2 separate regions of the Sus scrofa genome follow, and region 1 is linked to region 2. The links are chromatin contacts, called in public HiChIP or PLAC-seq maps. All regions are on one chromosome and are shown on one strand. Each heading gives the region's core, a stretch centred on a gene start, on an enhancer-like site or on the middle of the called end of the contact. The rest is flanking DNA. Distances are from core to core; before and after follow the strand shown. Region 1 overlaps RFT1 (protein RFT1 homolog). Region 2 overlaps SFMBT1 (scm-like with four MBT domains protein 1).

Region 1 (6,676 bases), core at 2,219-4,718, 140 kb before region 2:
ACCTAACCCCAGTCCACAGACCCGCATGTGATTGAGCCTTTTCTCCTTCAATGGAACCATTTCTTTCCCTTTTCCTTGATGGCACTGTTACAGGTAAAGGGGAAACAAAAGCTCCTTTTCAGCCCAGCTTGTCCAAAGGAGCTTAGAAGGTGAGGACATGGGCAAGGAGAGTGCTCGGGCCCTCTCACTTTTGGCAAACTCCAGCAGCCAAGCCAGGGAAGCAAAGCCACAGCTTCGAGGGAGAGCCACGAGCGGCCAGCAAATGCCCTCTTTCAGGCTCAACCAGAGCAGCCGCCCAGAACAAGAGAGGATGCTTCCGAGGCTTTTAAATGGTTTTCAGCAATTTCAGAAATTGCCGTCACTCTTAGTTTAGATTTCCCTGCAGCCTTAGACTAAAGCAGAAAGAAAAAAGTCCCCTGGTTGTGGAAGAGGATGTGGCATTGTCCAAGGAGGACCAGCCGCTGTCAGCAGCTTCTGAGGAAAACAGAAAGGTCTGAGCTGATCCTGCCATGCGAGTAGGTGGCCACTGGTACTGGCTCTTCTGGCCTCAAGTTTAGGCTAGGGCAACGGTGGCCATGAGGACACTCCCACACCCCCATAGAGCCTCATTCTCCAGTTTGTCAGTATCCTCACCTTGAACCCATTCATCACGGCTGATCTGAAACTTCTAGAGTTCTTCCTCCTCACCCTAAAAGACAATAAAAAACCATTGTCTCTGCTATCAGCCTCTCAGATGAATCTCTATAAATTCTGATCTCATTTGTTACGTTTCCTTCTCTGGATTGGGATGAAGGATGCCAGGCTCAGACCAGCTGGCTTTGCCCTTCCAGAAGTAGCTGGGAGGAAGAGAAAGGCCAGAACCTAGGGTACCCAGAGGGTGCCATGTTGAGTGCTACTGTTAAGGTGGGATTTTCCTAAAAAGGGAGGTATGGAGTTCCCACTGTGGTGCAATCAGTAGCATCTCTGCAGCACTGGGATGCAGGTTCAATTCCCAGCCTGGCACAATGGGTTAAATGATATCAGCTATTGCTGTAGCTGTCGTGTAGGTCACAGCTGTGGCTTGGATCTGATCCCTGGCGTGGGAACTCCATATGCTGCAGGGCAGTCAAAAAGAAAAGAAAGGGGAGGTGTATTCTGCCCACAGTTAGGTCTCACAGAAAGCAAGGAGACACCAGACACCTCTGGGCCTAGCGCTGATCCTTGAGGAAGGCATAAGGCCCTTGACCTTTGGTATCTGGGTCGTATCTGGGTCATATCTGAGCCATGTGGGTCCATCAGGCCTTCCTCCTGCTGCTCCTACCTGGGCATACCTGGTTCTGATCCTCATGGCCTATTGCTCCAGGCCTACCCAACCCCATCAGCCTCTGTGGGCCACTCCTCCCCCTCAGCAAGGGCTCTGGTTGCCTGCACAGCTTGGGAGATGATGTTTTGGCCCAGGGAACCCACTGTTATTCCAGATAATCAACAGAGCCAGAGAGCCTGAGAATCGTGTTCTAATTCCAGCCCTGCCTCAGTATCTTCCTAAGATCCTCTTCTCCATCTATAGAAAGTTCTGATCCTTACTCGATGTTGCTCCAGGACCATGCTGGGGACCAAGGAAAAGTCACCCTGCAGCACTCTTTGGGGCTCAGGGAAGAGTGGGAGAGCTGGAAGGCCTGCGCGGTCCAAGGCTGGGGCAGGGGAGCTAGACCGGAGCAGAAGTCATCAGTCTGAAATATCTCCGTGTATTGCTCTTCCTTATCTCCAATAGCTTTATGTATTTTAGGTATTTCTTTTGTTAACTTATAAGCTGTAAATTATAGTTTCCTGGTGCAGCCAAAGCCATGTAGACACTTAGAAACTCCCCATCCCATCCATGGTCTCTTCTTACTTTGCTTGTGTTGCCCGCACCTTGCCATGCTTTATACTACCCTCTACACTGGTCTTTTTTACTATTGAGATCTACCATGTAAAAGTCCCAGTTGTCTGAGTTCCCATTGTGGCTCAGCAGCTTAAGAACCTGACTAGTATCCAGGACGCAGGTTTGATCCCTGGCCCCGCTCAGTGGGTTAAGTATCCAGCATTGCCGAGAGCTGTGGTGTAGGTCACAGACACGGCTCAAATCTGGCATGGTTGTGGCTGTGGTGCAGGCTGGCAGCTGTAGTTCCGATTCGACCCCTAGCCTGAGAATTTCCATGTGCCCTGGGTGCAGCCCTAAAAAAGAAAAAAAAAAAAAATTTTTTTTTTTTTTTTTTTTTGCTTCTCCCTGCAGTTCATTCAACTCTTTCTTTCTTTCTTTCTTTTTTTTTTTTTTTGTCTTTTGTCTTTTTGTTGTTGTTATTGTTGTTGCTATTTCTTGGGCCGCTCCCGCGGCATATGGAGGTTCCCAGGCTAGGGGTTGAATCGGAGCTGTAGCCACCGGCCTACGCCAGAGCCACAGCAACGCAGGATCCGAGCCGCGTCTGCAACCTACACCACAGCTCACGGCAACGCCGGATTGTTAACCCACTGAGCGAGGGCAGGGACCGAACCCGCAACCTCATGGTTCCTAGTCGGATTCGTTAACCACTGCGCCACGACGGGAACTCCTAGATCTTTCTTTCTTTCTTTCTTTCTTTCTTTCTTTCTTTCTTTCTTTCTTTCTTTCTTTCTTTCTTTCTTTCTTTCTTTCTTTCTTTCTTTTAACAGTGTTCTGTGAACTTTCTACTGTACAGCAAGGTGACCCACTTACACATACATGTATACATTCTTTTTTCTCACATTATCATGCTCCATCATAAGTGACTAGACATAGTTCCGGTGCTATGCAGCATGAAGAAAAAAAATTTTAAATAAATAAAGTCCCAATTATCCCCGGTTTTCACTACATTGTAAACTGTGTGGTAGAGGATATCCTGACAGAGAGACCTCTCCTGCATTCAGCCCGTCAGCGAAGCATGAGAGCACTCTTGCTGTATCAGAGCGGGGACCTTCCTCTCCCAGAGGCCCAGAGGGAGCCTGGGAGGGAAGGAAACCTGCCCAAGTCACACTGAGTTAAGGACCAGCCAGCCTGGAGCCCACAGCCAGGACCTACTTGCCAGTGGCCTGAACCCCTCCTTTCATGTGCTTTCCATGACTGTAAGGGCCTCTTTGCACAATGCCAGGCACCCAGGCAATGGTCAGTGCTAACTACAAGATCATGGCAGTCTGTCACTGGGTCATTCAACTGACTGCCTTTCCCACTTTAGAGGCCGGGAAGGTCCTGGAGGAACAGTGGACCTTGGTATCTCCGTGAACACAAGCCAGCAATGAGGACTCAGCCCTCCAGGCTCCACCACCTCCTTGGCTGCAGGAAGAAGGATGCACCAGGCTCGGTGCTGAGAGCGTCTCCATAGGAACTGCTTCCCAAGAAGTTTCCAGAACGTCATTGATGCCCCAGCCCTCCCCCTGGAGAATCTGACTAATCAGCCTAGCTGAATGGGGAACTTGGGAATTAAGGCTACCAGTAAACAGAAAGGAAGTGAAACAATCCCAGACTGGCATCTCCACCCACTGCTCCCTTTCGTCCCTTGGGCTGACGTGGCCTCCTGGGGGAAATAGCTCTTGGCCTGGTTTCCTTGCCTAGAGGCATGGAGTGCATGAGCCTATTATACTCATGCAGCCTTTGTGGGCATTTGGTGAGCTGCTGGCCCATAGGTGATGCCCATAGGTGACATCCATGGTGTTGACAAAGTCACTCCAAGCCCTTGGCCACAAACCCCAGCATGGATCCCTGTGCTGTGCTGTCTCCTGATTCTGCCAGCCTGGCAAGTTACTCCACCTCTCCAGCCACAGCCTGCTCTCTGTCTAAACACTATTTTTCTCTTCAGTTTTCTTTTTGATCAAAAGAACACACATACATAGATTTAACAGTTGAACAATAATACTACAAGGCTGATAACCCAAAATGGCAGGTTCTGCCCCTCCCCCAAGCTTCCCTCTCCTTGGCCCATCATTTTAGTTCTGTTGGTCAACTCTTCCATTTCCCCTTCATATTTCTAAATAATTTGCTAATATTGCTATTTCTTGATTTTTTTCCCCCTTAGAATACTGACCTCCTAGTATGGAAAACGAGCTTGGCTACCACCTCTCAGCACACTTCCATCTCCTTCCTTTCAATATTTTGATTTGGGGGTAAATTGATATTCAGCATTTACATATTTAAAACTATAGAAACATTGTTCTCTGCTGAACCAGGTAGTATCCTATTTCCTTTCTACTACAATCCATTGTTTTTCCTCAAGCTACTAATGATCTCATTATTTTCTTTGCTATAAAAAAATACCTTATGCTCTCCCCTACAAAATCATAAACTCTGAGCAAGCACCATAAAGCTCTTCTCAACATGACTAACCTCAGCAGGTATCTTGGATTCTGTGTTTTCCCTGGAGATTCTCACCAACCCACCTGTGGGCCCTTCCCATCCCCAGAGGGAAAAGGCTCAGAGAATTAAGGAACTTGGCCCAACATCACAGAGGTGGTAGGATGGGGGCAGAGATGTGGCCTAGCCCAGGAGATGCAGTTATGGCCAAGCTACTACCCCCTTGCCTGAGGATGCGGCAGTGGGGTAGCGACCATGTCAACAGGACCTGGAGGCGGCTCTCACCCTCAGCAGGATTGCACGTGGTGTAGAGGCTTCAGCCCTAACAGCAGAGGGCAGAGGCAGGTCTCCCTCTTCATCTTGAGTGACCCTTTGTGGTGAGTTTCCACAATGCCATGTCCATCCCTCTCTGGGGCAGATCTGAGAACAAGCTGGGCCACAAGTCCACACCTTTCTCCTTCCACCCATGGTGACCTCCCCTTAAACCAGCCTGCACCCAACTGCCAGGCTGACACATGCCTCTCGGTGCCACCAACACCTCCTCATCACAGGCAGGCCACTCTCCCACCGCCCCAGGTCTCCTTCACTGGAGGGCTCTGAACTCTGACTCCAGCCCCCACTCTCTGCACTAGCAATGACTCCTTTCCTTTGCTGGTCAGAGTTGGCTAAGCTCAGCTCTGGGGAAAGCATGGAGGTTATGGTGCTTCTGAGGGATCAAGGGCCCCAGGACCTAGGGACCTGGTCATCCAGTTATTCACATACAGGCAACTCACAGCCATGGCCATCTGAGTCCCTAAAGGCAGCACACACACCCCTGAAGGGGACAGAGAGCCTCCTGAGTCCAGAGGTCTTGCTGCAATCCCCTGTACCTCACACCAAAGAGGCTTGTGCATCATCTGGGCCTCTGACAACCACCATCCCTGAGGCTGCACACCTGTGTCATCACATGTTCCTACAGGTGAGAGGCCAGACCAGCAGGGTTCTCTACCACTGATCCAGGACCACCCCAGGGGCCCAGGGTCTGGAGCAGGACTCATTTCCCCAGCCTTGGCCATCAGGAAAAAAGGGGTGGGTGTCAGAGGCACTGGGCATAGATCTCTGCAACTGGCCACATGCCTTCTAAATGGATAACATACCAGGACTTAATCTGCAACTCAGATTCAATCAACTAAGAAAGGAAGACGAAAGTGTGTGGTTGTCATGGCAACACCAAATTGCCCAGGACTGTTGGTCTCAGGTGGAGAAGGGAGAAGAGCAGAGCCCAGTCTCTGTTCCCCTCGTGGGGATATTCTGGGGAATGGGGTCCAGGCTGGACACCACCACTGCTTTCTTCTTACCACCCCAGCTCAGAGCTGAGGGCCTGGGCCATGTGGTGTGTTGCAAAGGACGCTGGCTGGCTCAGGGCCCTCACCCTAGGCTCTGGGGCCCAGATTGCTCAGGCATACATATTCCAGCCCCATGGCAGAGCAGCTCGCACTTGGAGCCCCCTGCTCCTACTGCCCCCCAATCCTAGGCCTTCCTATCAGTGCTATACCCTCAGGCCTGGTCATGGATGTGGCCCAGCCAGCCTATCCTCTTGAGTCCAATCTGAATGATCAAAGGAACAACAGCCTACGCAGAGGGTGCCAACCAAAGCTGCATGGAGGAGGTTATGGGGCTGGCCCATGCACAAGCACACCATGCTGCCAGCCTGGTGTCTTCCTCCCCACCAAGAGTAGGATGAAGCCAGCCTGGGGGGTTGTCCCCTGGAGTCTATACCAACCTGGGCCCAGGCTTGGGTGGGAGTGAGCAGTAGAGAAGGAGGAGCTGAACATTAGGAACCTCACCTACCCTCCTGCCGACCAACCCACCTTCTCACTGGCCTGCCTCTGACCATCCAGTGCCCCCAGGATGAGGTCCAAGCTCCTCAGTGGAACTCAAAGCCCTGCTGACCAGCTGCACGTCCATCTGTAATCCCAGGGCCTGGCTGTAAGATGATCCATGGATACTTACTTCATGAATGAACTTGAATAAATGAATGAATGTGAATAAATGAATGAATGAGTGGATGACACGTGGAATGAAGATCAGCAGCAGAGGAAATGGAGAGGCCAGGTTGGGATAAGGAGCTCATGGGAGGGCCTCAAAGGGAGGTGTTTGTCAGGATCCCCATCCCCCAGTCTGCCCCAGCCCTGGGGCAGCTCCCATCTTCCAGGGGGACCACTGAGGTCCCTAGCAGATGTGGCCCTGTTACTTGATCCCCCTTCAGAGAGGCAGGGGACCCCAGGGCCCATCCCCCAGATCCTGGCTCACCTGGTCCCTAGGGAGGCTGCCTCCCTGGGACCCTGCGACCAAACTGCTTTTGCTACACACTCTGTG
Region 2 (6,727 bases), core at 573-3,072:
GGCGTAGGCTGGTGGCTACAGCTTTGATTAGACCCCTAGCCTGGGAATCTCCATGTGCTGCGGGGTGCGGCCCTAGAAAAGACAAAAAGACAAAAAAAAAAAAAGTGTATAAAATGAGAGAGGAGAATATATGATTGTGTGTGCATGTGTTTTTTTTAAATTAAAGAAAACTATTTTCAAAAATTGAACTGTGGTTGATTTACAATAAGGAATAAACAATTTTATTATTTATTTATTTATTTTGGGCCTCTTCATGGCATATGGAGCTCCTGGGCCAGGGATCAGATCCAGGCTGAGCTGCAAACTAAGCCACAGGTACAGCAACACCAGATCCTTAACCCACTGTGCTGGGTTGGATATCGAACCCATGTCCCAGCGCTTCTAAGACACTGCTGATCCTGTTGCACCACAGCGGGAGCTCCATGAAACTTTTAAACAAAACCCTCATTGGTTGCCTTTGAAGGATGCTAGGGAACCAATGGATAATTTTGAAGGCTGGTAAATACAGAGAATCAAGTTTATATCCTGCTTTTTTTTTTTTTTTTTTGTGATCAAATAGTTGAAGAGAACTTTTTTTTTTTTTTTTTTTTTGTCTTTTTTGTCTTTTTGCCTTTTCTAGGGCCGCACCCGCAGCACATGGAGGTCCCCAGGCTCAGGATCTAATCTATGCTGTAGCCACCAGCCTACACCAGAGCCAGAGCAATTCCAGATCCGAGCCATGTCTGCAGCCTACACCACAGCTCAAGGCAATGCCAGATCCTTAACCCACTGAGCGAGGCCAGGAATCAAACCCTCAACCTCATGGTTCCTAGTTGGATTTGTTAACCCCTGAGCCACTATGGGAACCCCAAGAGAACATTTTCTTTATATTTTGGTTAGTAAATGAAGAAGGATGATAGAACATCACTGTTTCTAGCCCCAAATGAATCATCGTATCTGTGTAGTGACCATTAAAAGCTGCCATCACCATAGAAGGAAAGATAGAATGTGCCTCTTGATGGAAGGATTTAACTCCACTTAAGAAGTAATCTTGCCCTCTTCCCCAAAGAATCCAAACTGAATTTGATCAGGCCTCTAGATCTAAATACTGATTCACAGAAAATGTAGAGGACAGTAGAGCGACTGGTTACCATGAGCAGACAACCAGTAAAACCAGACTCTGAAAAAAATTTGTATAGGACAAAAGGCTAAATCTCTTAACAAGTATGCTCCAGGAAAAAGAGAGGGCATAGGGTGTACCTACACATTAAAAGAGATTTAGTTGATGTGTTAACCATTTGCAGTATACAAATCTCATTTGTATCATGATTTGACCAAACAAATTTAAAAAATTGTTTTTGAGACATTTGGGAAAATTGACATGGTCTAGATATTTGATGTTAATTATTGTTAATTTTTTAAGGTGTCATCTTACTGTGGTTATATAAAAAGTTATTTTCTTCTAGAAATACATATTGAGATTATATTGGATAAAATTACGTGATATCAGGGATTTGTTTCTAGATAATCTGGCTGGTTGGGGATGCCAGGTATGAGGATATATAGATCAGGCTTGACAAAGTAGCTATAAAGGACCGGATAGTAAAATATTTTAGGCTTTTGGGGCCCTGCGGTTTCTGTCGCAACTGCTCAGCTCTACCTTTGTAATGTGAAAGTAGTACATAAACAAATGACCATGGCTGTGTTCCATAAAAACTTTATTTACAGAAATAGATAGCAGGCCAGCTTTAGTCCACAGGTTGTAGTTTGGTAGCACTGTCTGATCTAGATGTAAAGATTGACAGTGGGAGTTCCCCGGTGACCTAGTAGTTAAGGATCTGGCATTGTCACTACTGTGCCTCAGGTCACTGCTGTGGCTTGGGTTTGACTCCTGACCTGGGAACTTTTGCAAGCCATGGGTGGAGCAAAAAAAAAAAAAAAAAAAGATTGCCCATGAAGTGACAGTTGTTGAGGCTAGTTTGTTTGCTTGTTTGTTTATTTTTTTATCTTTTTAGGGCTATACCCACTGCATATGGAGGTCCCCAAATACAGCAACGCCAAATACAAACTGAGTCTTCAATCTACACCTTAGCTCATGACAATGCTGCAGATCCTTAACCCACTGAACGAGGCCAGAGATATTAGTCAGATTCATTTCAGCTGAACCACAATGGGAACTCCTGAAGCTAGTTTATATGAGGAATCATTATACTATTCTCTTTACTTTTCTGTATTTCTAAAATTTTCCATAATAAAAAATAAAGCAAGTATCTTTTGTTTCTTTGTTTTTTAAAGAACTTTCTTTTCTTTTCTTTTTTTTTTTTAAGGTCTGAAGATGTGGCATATGGAAGCTCCCAGACTAGGGGTCAAATCAGAGCTGCAGCTCTCGGCCTATGCCACAACCACAGCAATGGCAGATCCAAGCCACATCTGTGACCTATACCTATAGCTTGTGGCGATGCTGGATCCTTAACCCACTGAGTGGGGCCAGGGATTGCACTTGCATCTTCATGGAAACTAGTCTGGTTCGTTTCCACTGAGCCACAAGGGGAACTCTAAAGTAGGTGTCTTTTGGATAAGGATAAAATTGTACTGATAGCGAGTTGGGCCTCTTCTCTTTGTTTTGGATACAACTCTTATTAAACTAGCAAGGAAGTAGCTCTATCTAGAGGAGGATTTTTTTTTTTTTTTTGATCTTTTTAGGGCTGCACCCACGGCATCTGGAGGTTCCCAGGCTAGGGGTTGAAATCAGAACTATAGCTGCTGGCCTACACCCCAGCCACAGCAACATTAGATCCAAGCTGCATATGCGACCTATACCACTGAGCAAGGCCAGGAATCTAACCTGTGTCTTCATGGATACTAGTCAGATTCACTTCTGATGAGCCACTATGGGAACTCCTAGAGGAGAATTATTATTATTTTTTTTTTTTGTCTTTTGTCTTTTTGTTGTTGTTGTTGTTGCTATTTCTTGGGCCGCTCCCAAGGCATATGGAGGTTCCCAGGCTAGGGGTTGAATCGGAGCTTTAGCCACCGGCCTACGCCAGAGCCACAGCAACGCAGGATCTGAGCCGCGTCTGCAACCTACACCACAGCTCACGGCAACGCCAGATCGTTAACCCACTGAGCAAGGGGCAGGGACCGAACCCGCAACCTCATGGTTCCTAGTCGGATTCGTTAACCACTGCGCCACGACGGGAACTCCAGAGGAGAATTATTTTTAAAGCTCTCAAGCAATATGTTGGACTCTTAAATATTATACTGACAAATGCATCTCTAAATCATTTTCATTGGTTTAGTTTCTCTGTATTCTCTGTAGTTTCTCTATTTTATGGCTGACACTATGAGTAATAACTCATTTATTCCCTCATCTAGGCATCAGAGATAAAGTGTCTGATTGGAATGAGTTTCTGCGGCAAACCCTGATGGGAGCATGTAGTCCTCCTGTTCCGCTGCTAGAGGGCGTGAGTATTATTGCTTCCAGAATCATTGTAGAAAATCCTTATCTTCAGTAATATTTCTTTTCTTTTCTTTTTAGGGCCGCACTGTGGCATATGGAGGTTCCCAGGATAGGGGTCAAATCTGAGCTTTAGCTGCTGGCCTATGCCACAGCCACAGCAACGCAGGATCAGAGCTGCGTCTGCAACCTACACCACAGCTCACGGCAATGCCGGATCCTTAACCCACTGAGTGAGGCTGGGGATCAAACCCAAAACCTCATGGTTCCTAGTTGGATTTGTTTCTGCTGCGCCACGATGGGAACTCTTAAAATATTTTTGATTTAGTTGCAGTCACATAAAAATCTAGTTTTTCAGATTCTTTCACATGGTTGGGAAATATAGCCTTGTTGGGATCTCACTTGGAGCTGAGCAAAGATTAACTCTGCTTTAGAATGGACAAATGTAACTCCCACACCGAGTGACTTGAGACCCCTTTTCTTTTGCTCAGAAGACACTGGACCACCACCTACATGCTTTCAGCAGTTTTTATAAAGCAGTGTAAATTTTGAGCTTATTGGTGAATATAGATTTCTTGTTTTTGTAAAATCAGTTATGACATTTCTGTTATATTTTGTTACTTTCTGTCCTATCAGCAACACTCTTTGTAGCATATGTGAATGTAGTTTATGAAGATTCCAATTTCTTTACATTTTGATCAATACTTACTATTCTTTTTTTTTTTTTTTTTGGTCTTTTTTGCCTTTTCTAGGGCCGCTCTTGCGGCATATGGAAGTTCCCAGGCTAGGGGTCGAATCGGAGCTGTAGCCACCAGCCCACACCAGAGCAATAGCAATGTGGGATCTGAGCTGTGTCTGTGACCCACACCACAGCTCACAGCAACACCGGATCCTTAACCCACTGAGCAAGGCTAGGGATTGAACCTACAACCTCATGGTTCCTAGTCAGTTTCGTTAACCACTGCGCCACGACGGGAACTCCACTATACTATTCTCTTTTTGATTATAGCTGTTCTAGTGGGTGTAAAGTAGTATCTCACTTTGATTTGCATTTCCCTAATGATCAGTGATGTTGAGCATCTTTCTTTGTGCTTATTTTTTGGAGAAATGTCTGCCCATTTTTAAATTATTTGTCTTTTTTTTTTTTTTTGCTTTTTTTTAGGGCTGCACCCACGGTATAGGGAGGTTCCCAGGCCAGGGGTCAAATCAGAGCTGTAAATACCAGCCTCTGCCATAGCCACAGCAACACTGGATCCGAGCTGCATCTGCAGCCTACACCACAGCTCATGGCAATGCTGGATTCTTAACCCACTGCGCGAGGCCAGGGATTGAACCCGCAACCTCATGGTTACTAGTCGAATTTGTTTTCACTCGCCACAATGGGAACTCCAGTTATTTATCTTTTTATTATTGAGTTGTAAGAGTTCTTTATATATTCTGGTTATAAGTCTAGATCACATATATGATTTTCAACTATTTTCTCTAGTTCTGTAGATTGTTCACTTTCTTGATGGTATGGTTTGTACAACAAAGGTTTTTTTATTTCAGTGTAGTCCAGTTTATCTATTTTTTTCTTTTATTGCTTGTGCTTTTGGAGTCTTATCTAAGAAGGCTTTGCATAACCCCAGGTCATAAATATTTTCCCCTATATCTTCTTCTAAATGTTTTGTAGTTTTATCTCTTATATTTAATTCTATGATCCATTCACATTCACAATTCCCCTTTTAAAACTTGATGGTGAACACTGTTTCTTGGTGATCTTTGTATTCTTTGTCTTTTTTTTTTTTTTTTCTAGGGCCATACCCAAGGCATATGGAAGTTCCCAGGCTAGGGGTCCAGTCGGAGCTACAGCTGCCCACCTACACTACAGTCACAGCCAGGCGGGATCCAAGCCATGTCTTCACCCTACGCCACAGCTCACAGCATCATTGGATCCTTAACCCTCTGAGCAAGGCCAGGAATTGAACCTATATCCTCATGGATACTAGCCAGATTTGTTTCCACTGCACCACAACGGGAACTTCCCAAATTTAGTTTATTTAGTTAGTTGACTTATGTGTAGAAAACCCATTCTTAGAGAGTATATGCCATGATGATAATTTAAAAATTCTTTCTAGATGAAACTATATAACATAGTCTTAAGAGATTTGTTAGAATAGTTTTATTGCTTTATAAGAAATTTTTCATTAAGATATTTTCATATCACCAGAAATAATGCTATAGAGATTTGTATGATCTTAGGTGATTCAGTGTCACTAGCTTTGAATGGGTGAAAATATAAAGGCAAGTTTGAGTTCATTTAAAGCTTGAATTTTAAAAATATTATTTTCCCTCTCTTATTAAATCATTTTGCTTTTTTTTAACCTAAAGCTCCGTAATGGGAGGAATCCTTTAGATCTCATTGCTCCAGGTTCCAGGCTGGAATGTCAAGCTTTCCAGGACTCTTTAAGCACTTGGATTGTTACTGTAGTAGACAATATTGGGGGAAGGCTGAAGCTGCGTTATGAAGGACTTGAGAGTTCTGATAATTTTGAACTTTGGTTGTATTACTTGGATCCATTTCTTCATCACGTTGGTTGGGCTGCTCAACAGGGATATGAGCTTCAGCCCCCATTAGGTGAGGAGCAATGTAACATTTTTCTTTTAACTTATATTATTATTATGGTTTTATTAATATCAGTAAGACTGAAAAATATGTTATTCTGCATGTTGCAAAAGCCTTTCTTAGTTTGCATAAGAGAGATATTGCAAAAATTTTCATGAGTAGTTAAATGCCTGTTTTTCTTTTTGTCTTACTGCTTTAGTAATTTGCCATACATATTGAAATACCTTTTGCCCCACCTCAAAATTAAAGAATTCTCTTTACCAAAATTAAAGAATTCTCTAGGTAGCATTCAGACAGGTGTAGGAGTAGGACAGGTCTTCGATTCAAAGCAAATTGTTGATGAAAAGCTATTCCAATGATATGAAAACAGGAGTTAGTGTTTAATTTACAGTCATTATTATGTATCCCAATTTGGATGTTGTATCATCTTATTTTGTAGAGTACAGCAATCCTTATGATCTTACTATAGGTGTTTTTACCAAACTTACTACTCAGATTCTGAACAGAGGAAAGAAAAAAACTGAAGTTAAAGTGAAAGTTCTTCTTTTTTCCTGAATGAAATATTTTAATAATTTTCAAGGATAATTTGGTTTTATGAAAAGAATCTGAGAATATTTTATACTCTCAGGGTATTTTGTCTTTCACAAATAACAAAATATTAAATATAATAAAGTGAAAGTTCTTTG

What was found. HiChIP or PLAC-seq counts read pairs in DNA pulled down with a chosen protein or histone mark.
Region 1: a contact with region 2 is called in an H3K27ac HiChIP or PLAC-seq map of alveolar macrophages. The contact joins two enhancer-like sites. A contact is called at or near these places in 1 of 5 promoter capture datasets (liver), 3 of 47 Hi-C or Micro-C datasets (alveolar macrophages, liver and skeletal muscle) and 1 of 2 datasets of contacts at active chromatin or transcription factors (alveolar macrophages).

What each region holds. Positions count from the first base shown.
Region 1 is chr13:35,194,638-35,201,313 of Sscrofa11.1, reverse strand. It overlaps RFT1 (protein RFT1 homolog), which reads left to right. Exons shown (of 14, transcript XR_002337566.1): 14 at 3,207-4,470. Among named protein-coding and RNA genes, the nearest start is that of SFMBT1, 17 kb to the right of the region's middle. Within about 2 kb of position 3,468, at least 3 of the 83 cell types and tissues checked have an H3K27ac peak or open chromatin away from gene starts, as enhancers often do. A contact at or near this core is called in alveolar macrophages, where this site is marked.
Region 2 is chr13:35,057,621-35,064,347 of Sscrofa11.1, reverse strand. SFMBT1 (scm-like with four MBT domains protein 1) reads left to right here. Exons shown (of 22, transcript XM_021068955.1): 6 at 3,355-3,443; 7 at 5,807-6,053. Among named protein-coding and RNA genes, the nearest start is that of ITIH4, 120 kb to the right of the region's middle. Within about 2 kb of position 1,822, at least 1 of the 83 cell types and tissues checked has an H3K27ac peak or open chromatin away from gene starts, as enhancers often do. A contact at or near this core is called in alveolar macrophages, where this site is marked.